2 separate regions of the Astyanax mexicanus genome follow, and region 1 is linked to region 2. A link is a contact called in public Hi-C data. All regions are on one chromosome and are shown on one strand. Each heading gives the region's core, a stretch centred on a gene start, on an enhancer-like site or on the middle of the called end of the contact. The rest is flanking DNA. Distances are from core to core; before and after follow the strand shown. Region 1 holds the start of svild (supervillin d). Region 2 overlaps svild (supervillin d).

Evidence for each region. Hi-C and Micro-C count contacts between places; a contact is called where the count stands out from the background.
Region 1: a Hi-C map of muscle shows a contact between it and region 2, with 13 times the contacts expected there. The contact joins the promoter of svild here to the enhancer-like site in region 2. A contact is called at or near these places in 2 of 3 Hi-C or Micro-C datasets (both in muscle).

What each region holds. Positions count from the first base shown.
Region 1 is chr15:26,344,234-26,349,331 of AstMex3_surface, reverse strand. svild (supervillin d) reads left to right here and starts at 3,535. Exons shown (of 28, transcript XM_022668856.2): 1 at 3,535-3,935. It overlaps nmt1b (N-myristoyltransferase 1b), which reads left to right. Exons shown (of 12, transcript XM_007234067.4): 11 at 899-1,036; 12 at 1,173-1,514. The coding sequence ends at 1,193.
Region 2 is chr15:26,264,767-26,269,263 of AstMex3_surface, reverse strand. svild (supervillin d) reads left to right here. Exons shown (of 28, transcript XM_022668856.2): 16 at 39-186; 17 at 847-992; 18 at 1,688-1,863; 19 at 2,435-2,573; 20 at 3,113-3,413; 21 at 3,537-3,794; 22 at 4,126-4,333. LOC103046496 (a long non-coding RNA gene) reads right to left here. Exons shown (of 6, transcript XR_007424310.1): 6 at 3,840-4,346. Among protein-coding and RNA genes, the nearest start is that of LOC103046496, 70 kb to the right of the region's middle. Within about 2 kb of position 1,758, the one cell type or tissue checked has an H3K27ac peak away from gene starts, as active enhancers do.

The DNA.
Region 1 (5,098 bases), core at 2,286-4,785, 78 kb before region 2:
TTGGTGTCCAAAGTTAGCTTCTTTAGTTGTGTTTTGCTGGAACTTCATGGTTAATTCATATGATATAATAATGAAATCATTACACACTTGGCTGAAACCATAGCAATGATCTTAAACCTTGATAGTTCCCATAATACCATGTAAAATCCAACAGATTACTGTTTTTATTTTATTTTTTTCAGGTGGCATGCAAGCCTATGAAAGTACAGCTGCATTCCAAAGCTTAGGCCACAGTTAAAGTAGGATGGGTCTTCGATGGATCTGTGCTTTGAAAACATACTCTCAGACTATTGATCACATATGGAATAGGCTAATACGGCTTAGTGGTGATATTAAAAAAAAAGAAATATGTGCTTTGTGCTTTGTTTTCTGCCATTTTTATAGAAAAGGGTTTTTTTTATGGTGGTTTTGTTCCTTTTTTTTCTTTTATTGTTTAATTGGTGAATACAGGTCCAAACTGTTTAGGAAAATGTTTTCACAGTTTAGACAACAGGATCATGGTTCAGTTGATCCGGGGCACTGTTCACACCTGCTCTTATGGTTAAGGCTAAACTAAAATGTTTGAATTTGAAAGGTTTGAAAGCAGGCACTTAGGCTGGAAATCTTCTTTACGAAATCACAAATAGAGTGTTATTATTATTAACTATGATGTGGTTTAAGACACTGTATGACATTATGTTATTTATTAAACTGGTCAGAAAGGGTCAATGTAACATTTATCATTTTATTTTCTGACTGCTCAAGACTGCTTAAGCTAAGTTTGAAAATAGGTAATTGGGTGTTAAACTATTTATAACTATTAATATTTAATATTTTCTATTTGATATAGTAAAGAAAAAAGGAAAACTGTCAACTTTCATTCCTTTTAATTTACATAATACTTACCATCAACTTTCAGAGAGGATTTGATGTGTTCACTGCTCTGGATGTGCTGGGGAATAAGGGCTTTCTGGAACCTCTGAGGTTCACTGAGGGAGATGTCTGTATGAACTACTACCTCTACAACTGGAAGTGCCCCAGAATAAACCCAGACAAGGTGACCACACTGTTACAAATATTAGCGTGATTGATTCTTGATTTTGTTTGCATTTGCTTATATTTGTATAAAAACAGAGACTTAACTAGTAGTAATGGATCAAGCAAAAATGTAAACACTGCTTCCCCTGTTACAGGTCGGCATGGTGCTCAAGTAAGGGAGACGTTGTGAGTCCTCAGAAGAGAGGTTGCCACTGAATGTGAAGGACTGGAACACTGTGCTGTTAAAACCTTATTCTAGGCACCTCTGTACATGCATAGAATTGGATATCTTATTTTACTCCCAGGTTAAATGTAATGGTGTTGATGATGTTAACAGGAGTCTCAGTAGTGATGGCTGGAATGGAAACATGACATACATATTTAGAGCTAATTTTCTTATCCTTCAAAACCATGTTAATTTTGAATAAATGATTTAGGACATGTTGTCTGTACTTTTTCTTTAATGTAAGGCAAATAAATTAATGTAAGTATAACAAGGACTGTCCATAATTGCAGATGTCAAGCCATATGTTTCTTAGTCACCTATTGATATAATTAAATAATTCACATTCACATTCTGTGGATCTGTTCAGTTCAGGTTAGTCCAAATATCATCTCATCAAACTTTTTTGGTTCACTCTACATTCATAATTGTAAGATACTGGTTTATGTTTTGACTGCAGCTGGAAATGACATTAAAGCTACTATACATGTCTGTAAATATGTTTTCATCAAATCAAGCATATTAAGCATTATGCTACCATCTGTTGATGTAAAATGTTTAATACTACTGTCTGATGAAGGTCTCCCTGAAGTGTATGGAAAACTAGTTAAGGTTAGTTAGTGGTAATAGTGGTGACATAAACAGAATGTGGACTGTCTGAGTTACCTAGGCTTGGGCTGGTAATCTGATTGTGTGTGCACACCCAACACGGAAAGTGGATGATACCATTTGTCATTCTTAATTTTCTGTTTAATAATCTACTTTCTTAGATTTAAGATGTGTAGCTTAGCAGAGACCAAATACCGTTTTAAAAAACAACATTTTAAGACTTTCAGAGACAATGAAGCTAACATTTTAAAAAACAACATTTTTAGCCTATCAGAGACGAAATACCGTTTTAAAAAACAAACACATCTTTCTTTTGCTTGTAGGAGTGCTGGAACTCGTTTTAGGGGTGTTTGAGCCTCCTAAAAGGCTAGCGACACCTTTGATTATCGGTTATGCTGTGTTTACACGACATGCTACCATAGCTTATACATGCACTACCCCTGAAACAACAGCAGATGGTAGCCTAATGCCAGCTCATTGGCACAGTTTGTGGAAGTTTGGGAAAACTACTACTACTCCCACTTTCTCCAAACTCCTACAGTTTCTCTTAACATTTAGGTAGTTCAGTATGGAACTAAAAAAAATAACCCAAAGAAAACAAATAAATAAAGTATATAAGGGTAGTTCATATAGGTAGGGCATATATTAATGAGCTATTTTTCCTAATGCTAACTTTCTAGCTTATCTTTTGCCTAAAGCTTTTTGCCTTTTCCCTAAAACTTACAGACATTACTATGTTAAAGTAATTTCGCCCTCAGTCTGCTACAGTCACAGTTCAGTGGACGTGGCTGTCGCGAGCCCGTCCTTCTCTAAAGGCGGTCACTCAGTTCACAATGTTCAAACTGCACGCGGGCTGAGCGAGCGAGGGGCGGGGCCTCAACTCTCCAACTGACCTGGCGGCTTCGATTCGTTGTGTCATGAATCAGTTCGTTTTGGCGAACTGATTCATTCGAAATATCAAAGTCAATGAATCGAAAAACTTTATATATCATTGCTGTCCAATGAATAACAAGTATACACACTTGACGATTTTTATTTTTCTACATAATTTGAACACACATGCTGACCCTAACACTTAAAATTACCTGATGAATAGACCTAATAGAACTAGTATTCTTTCAATTATTTTCCTATATTTTCCTTCCTTCCAGAAGTAAGGATTTCTATTTATACACGGCCCCTAAAATAGCAGGGAAGAATATATATATATATATATATAGAAGGAGGTCTCCTCCTAAAACTATTTCTTCTAATTTTTCCAACATATTTCTTTATGGGCTTTGTAAAATGCACATATCAGATCTAGAGTTATATAACATTAAAAACAGATATTTTAATTTAATTTTTAATTGTTTGACATTTTTTGTTAATATTAAAAAAATGTTTAATTTCGCAAAACGTGTTTCTGCATATTTGTACAATGTAAAAAAAAGAAGAAAGAAAACACATTGGATGAGAAGAGGTCAGTCCACATTGTAGACTGGTCCTGTAACGTTATATTTTGTATATAATTTTGTAATTAATTTTATTATTGTTATTTTAAGAAGAGTGCTGTTGTAGTTTAGAAGCACTGGACGTGTAAACCTGGGGTCTCTTTAGGACTTGTGAATCGACTCGTCGTGTTCAATCAAAATGAACCGACTCAAAAGAATCGGTACGCTGTAGAGTTCGTTGTACTTCACTCCGCTTGCAGTGGCCAGAGTCTCACACTCAGGCGTGTTTACGTGTGTGTGTGAGTCTGACGGAAGTTTGTGGCTTTTATTCAGTCTTCTCTGGAACGGCTCGTCAGTCTCGGGTTTGATTCAGTCGCTCGTTTGTCTCCCGGGTAGATGAGTCGCCTCTCCGCGGATCTTCTGAATCCAAAAACAAAGAGTTTTGCCATCTTTCCACGTGCCTCTTAGTTCTAATGTAGCTTTATTTACAGCAGAGAGAGGGAGAAAGTTTAGTGTTTGGAGTTTTAGTAGAGCAAACAAACAAACAAACAACCGTGCTGCAGTCTCCTGGATAAAGAGGGGAAATCGGTTCGCCTTCACTTCCATGGAGTTCACCAGCAACTGTGCGCCAGATTTGAATACAGCCTGAACAGGTAAGTTACGTCTGTCCCACCCCACCCTACCAACCCCACCTCACCAACAAGACTAGCTGTAGGTTACTGTTGAACTGCAGTACTTCCTACAGTACAGTATTCAGCAGTGCACCCCAGACCCACTGTCTGTGTTCTCTCTCTAAACATCTTTCAGTAATGTGTAAAGACTGTGTGAAGTGGTTGACCACTAAGGCTTGTGATCTTCTGATGTAAACACATGTGAGATGGGACTCAGGTGCTGTAGCTTATGTCTGGTCATGTTGTTTTTTTTGCATGTGAGAGAGAGTATGTGTGTGTGTGTGCTGAAGTTTGTATGACTGTATTCATATTATAAACCGCAGCTTCTTTCTCAGTGAGGTCATGCGGAATGAAGATCCTCATTTTCATCACACACACATTCAAACAAGAATAACTAATTGGTGGTAACAGACTGTCACTCAGGTGCTGCTGGCAAGGGTACATCTTTACTGTAATTGAGTTTATAGTGGTTCATAACTTTACTCTGCTTTTTTTTTTTACCCTTTACTTTTTTATGGTATATTGCCTTCATACACTTCATAAAATTGTTCTTCAATCTCGACTGTCTGCCTGCAGCTAAGAAAAGAAAAGCTTTAGAAAAACGAGTCAATCAGAAAAAGCACAAGGGTCTACGTCAGCCCGTGAATTAGTATTAGTATTGAACCCAGGCTGAAGCATAGCTGACACTGTCTCGTCAGCTAAAGAGCTTATAGCTCTGTTTGTACCAGCTAGCTACTGTTAGCTATTTTGTATAAGTAACTATAGATTTTCATGGGATCTCCTGTGGATTCCACATTTTACAGAGGCATTAAATATACACTAGGTAGCACTAGTTTTGACAAGGTAGCACAGAACAGAACAGAACACCGGTGCTTTGACGTGGTGAAATTACCCAAGCACCAAATCACTAAGTCTGAGACAAGAGTATAGTAGCATTAGTTTAGCTTAAAGAAGCGTTATCAATGCCGCGAAGGAGCAGCGTCGCTCAGCAGCGCAACTCTTACCTCTTGGTAATTCTGAGTATCTGAAGTCAAGTAAAGTTCAAGGGTTAAATTTACCTAGCACTCAGTGCTATATCTTTATAACTAAGGCAGTATCTCTGAAAGAAAATTGGCTCTTTTTTAGAGCTAAAAAATTGACTGTGG
Region 2 (4,497 bases), core at 509-3,008:
AATGTGTGCGCGCGCGTGTGCATGTGTGTGTGTCTCAGGGCTCCGAGATGGCACAGTATGTTCAGGCCAAGAGAGATCTTGGCTGTAAGGCCCCACAGGTCACCGTGCTGGAGGAGGGCATCAACACAGACAACCGCTTCGCCAAGGAGTTCTGGAATCTTCTCGGGGGACAAACTGAATACAGAGGTGTGGGAATAAACACACACAAATACAGCATGTGCAATATGCACATGGAGCACAGATGTTGAACTATTAACAGACATTACACATGGTTAGTAAACCTTCTGTTGATGTCGCTTGACAGACCCTGACTGTGGGGGACGGTGACACTTTGTAGCTTTTTTACACCCGACGACTTACAGAATGCCACTGAATGGGGCAGTTTACATTTTTCACCACAGTCTGACTGTGTGTGACGTACTGTTTTGTGTGAAGAAGATAAAAAATATTTGCATACCTTAAAATAGCCATACCAGCTGTCTTGATTTTTAATAGATAATATTATACTAGCAGTATATCAGTGTTACTTAACTGTTAGGGTTTCAGTTAATATATTTAATATAACATTTAAAATGCATTATATTGCAGTTTTTTAAAATATTGCAGGCTTATACTTAAGGCCTTTTATTCTTTTGATAGTATGGATGGAATGATGATATATGTAAGGTAATAGTGTAAAAGGGTGAATTTACTAGGGAAAAAAAAAAAAAAACTAGAGCCTGGTATTGAACCCACAACCATGTTATCAATATTCCATTGTGATAAACCATTACTAACACGACCCCTGTGCTTAAATCCTGATTATAGAGGTCTGTTATAACGTGTGTGTTTAAATGTGTTGTGCAGCTGCTGGGGAACCAGAAGAAGACGAGCTGTATGAAAGTGCCATAGTGGAGTCTAATGGTGTTTACAGGCTGGTGGAGGATAAGCTTGTGCCTTATGAGGAGGTGTGGGCCTCCATTCCCAGTGTGACCATGCTCAACTCCAAAGAGGTTAGATTTTACTATCTATATGCTGCTTTCAGCTGTTCAATGTGTCTGCATATACAGCTCTGGGGGAAAAAACAAGAGAACCACTTCAAAATGTTTCATTTTAACAAATTGAAAACGTCTGGAATATAATCAAGAGGAAAATGGTTGATCACAAGCCACCAAGCTGAACTGCATTAATTTTTGTATCAGAAGTGCAAAAAAACTGTTTATCCAAAAACAGTGTACATGACTGGTGGAGGTGAAAAAGCCAAGATGCATGAAAACTGAAATGGTCTCTTATTTTCTTTCAGAGCTGTAGATGCAGGTTGGTGTGTTTAACCCTATAGTTATTACTGTATCAATAAAGTGCACTCATACCTGTCACTGTATGTGATCTACATTTCATCATACATTTCTAAAGAAAAACTTATCTTCATTTTTGTTAATTTTTAGTTAACTACATTAATAATTAACAGAATTTGTCCTAAACATTGTCAAAATTTCACCATGAATGGACCAAAGGAAATGCTCTGAAATTACTAAAATCTTTTTACATTGACTTCTATTAAAAGTTAAGATGGTCTTTTCTTTCTCCTATAACTTTTTTTGTCAAGAAGTTTTCTTTGGACTGTGACAATATGAAATGTCATTTATTTTACACTGAGCTTTTTTTATATTTTTCCATTGATAAACATGTCTCTTTGTGCTTGTGTCAGGCGCTGGTGTTGGATTTTGGCAGCGAGGTGTACGTGTGGACGGGGAAGGATGTGGCGCTGAGTGACAGGAAGGTGGTCATGCAGCTGGGCAAACTGCTCTGGAGTGGAGCCTACGATTACACCACCTGCAGGGTCAACCCCCTCGACCCCTTCTCATCCAATAAGGACATCCCTATGTGAGTCATTTTTCTACTGGGTTTACTGTTGTAGCCTTCTTTACTGCATTATGTCCACACAATGGCCTTATTAAAACTGAGGATGAAAACCTTTTTTTCTACTGAAACATATGGACAGTTGCTCTTACTTTAAATAATATTGAGAGATGGAGGAAATAAAAGGTCAAAGCAAACTATAAGTATGAGGTTTAAACATGACCAACTTCTCCAAAATACGCTTTAATCACAATCTAATTATCTGCATGTGATGTGCTGCTCCTTATTCTCATTTTACCCATTTTATTAGTAGAAATATATGTAGAGGTGTCTTAACATTTTCCTCTAAAGAAAACTACATTCTTTTAATTACACTATACAGGCCTTTTTAAAGATCTTTCTTCAGTTTCTATTACTTTCATTACAATATTGCCAAAGCAGTGTGTACATTTAGAGATTTAAATGAAAATGAACCGTTTAATTGGTATCCCCATCATTGGATTAATACTGCCCCCACCTGGTAACTTGAGGTACAGTCATGTTCTCTTTCTGACTTTTCTGTGCTTTTCTCTTGTCTGTCTGTGCATGTGAGCAGGCAGGGTGAGGGCAGACCAGGCTGGGCTCTGTTTGGCAGGCTGTCGGAACACAATGAAACAGCTCTGTTTAGAGAGAAGTTCCTGGACTGGGCTGAACGCAAGCCACTGAAGGAAGAGCAAGTAAACGAGGAGATGAAGGTAAGAGTTGATTTCAAAATAGTAATAATAATTTAATTGCAATGGAGACCTAGGCACAATCAACATTATTGAGGTCAGAGTATGTTGCTTCCACCACCATGCTTAAAAACTGGTGTAGTGTTCTTGGGTTTAATGTATTATCTTTACTCCTCCAGACATCAGTCTTATCTGAACATTGATTTTCCTACACAAGACCTTTTATATTTCCAGTTGGTCATCTGCAAACTTTTCACAAGTTTGGTGCCGATTTTGGCATTTATACTTTATATGATGACTGGACCAATAGAAATGCTCCATAATTACTTTTGTTTAAAATATATTTAGACTGACTACCATTATTAATGACAATAAAAAGACACTGTTTATTAATTTTAACCTGTTCGGCAAAGCAAGCCCTATAGTCCAAGTCTTGAACCCAGGAACTTCAATCAGTTTCAACCTTTCTCCAGCTGATTGTAGTCTACAGTAGATTTTAGCAGTATATAATTGTGTTAAATAGGAAAAAAAAAAACTTTAACTTTTTGTCGCTTCATGCACAGAGTCCAGTGCATCAGCCCTGCTCCCCTACCCATGACTCTGAGCTGAAGCCATGTGATGTGAGAGCCCTGCTGGATGGAGGAGAAACCCCCCTGAAGATGAACTTGGGGGGCGTGGATGTGCAGAGAGGTTACGGATTGGTTCGTTCTGAAGATGGACGGCAGGCTGAGTTAGCCACGGTGGCGGTGGATGCCTGGCACATCCGAGAGTTTGACGACTTTGAGATTCCGAGAGAGAGTGTGGGTCAGCTGCACGAGGGCGACACCTACGTCATCCGCTGGAAGTACTCAATCACTAGTGTCGGTGAGTGAAGCATGATGGGTAGTGTAGTTCAATGGATTAATTGTTATGCAGAGTTTAGAGCTTTAATATATAATATGTATTAATATTGTTTATTTTCTCGTGTGTGTGTTTGTGTGTGTAAAGTGGGTAAAAGACAAAAGCCGGGTGAGGTGAGTGCATCAGGGCCGGGCAGAGAGCGCATTGCATGCTTCTTCTGGCAAGGTCGTCACTCCAGCGTGAGTGGGCGGGGCACGTCCGCTCTGATGACAGTGGAGCTGGGGAACCATGAAGGAGCTCAGGTTCTGGTCACTCAAGGTAAAGAACCACCCTGCTTCCTGCAGCTCTTCCAGGGAGGACTTGTGATTCACAGTGGCTGCAGAGAGGATGCAGCTACCAACACAGGTACATCTTTAGTTAATTTAAACCAACTTTAATCTAATTCATTCAAAAAAATAAGCAATTTATTATATACGTGTAGTTATGTACTTAACAAAAAAAAAGGTGAAATAACTGAAAACATGTTTTATATTCTAGTTTCTTCAAAATCTAGAGTGGGTTCAGAATAATAGAATAGGACTGAATCTTGAACAATATCTATATATGACTCGGGGTGCAGGAATTACTGTATGTTTGAATGTTGGCATGGCAGTATAAATTTGCTTCAATTCACAGATCTACATAAAGTAAACTCTGTGAGGATAGTAATAGAAGTGCATGTTTGTTTGTGTGTCAGGTGGCTGGCGGCTGTTCTGCGTGCGCGGAGAGGCAGCAGTAGAAGGCTCTCTGTTGGAAGTGGAGTGCTGCAGTGCCAGTCTGCGCTCTCGTGCCTGTCTGATCCTGCTGGGTGTGTGTGAGAGACAGCTGTACCTGTGGCACGGCTGCAAGTCGCACCCTGCAGCGCGAGAGGTGGCCAAGAAGACTGTGGAGCGGCTCACTCAGACGTGAGTCATTAGCCTATAATCAACATAAACAGCAACAAACAAGTGTGATTGTGCATGTCTGTGCATAAGTTTAGGATGCCATGACATTTTCCTCATTTCTGGTATATTATTGATAACAGGGTTCATACAGTCATAAAAAATATGAAAATAGCAATTGCCAGGCT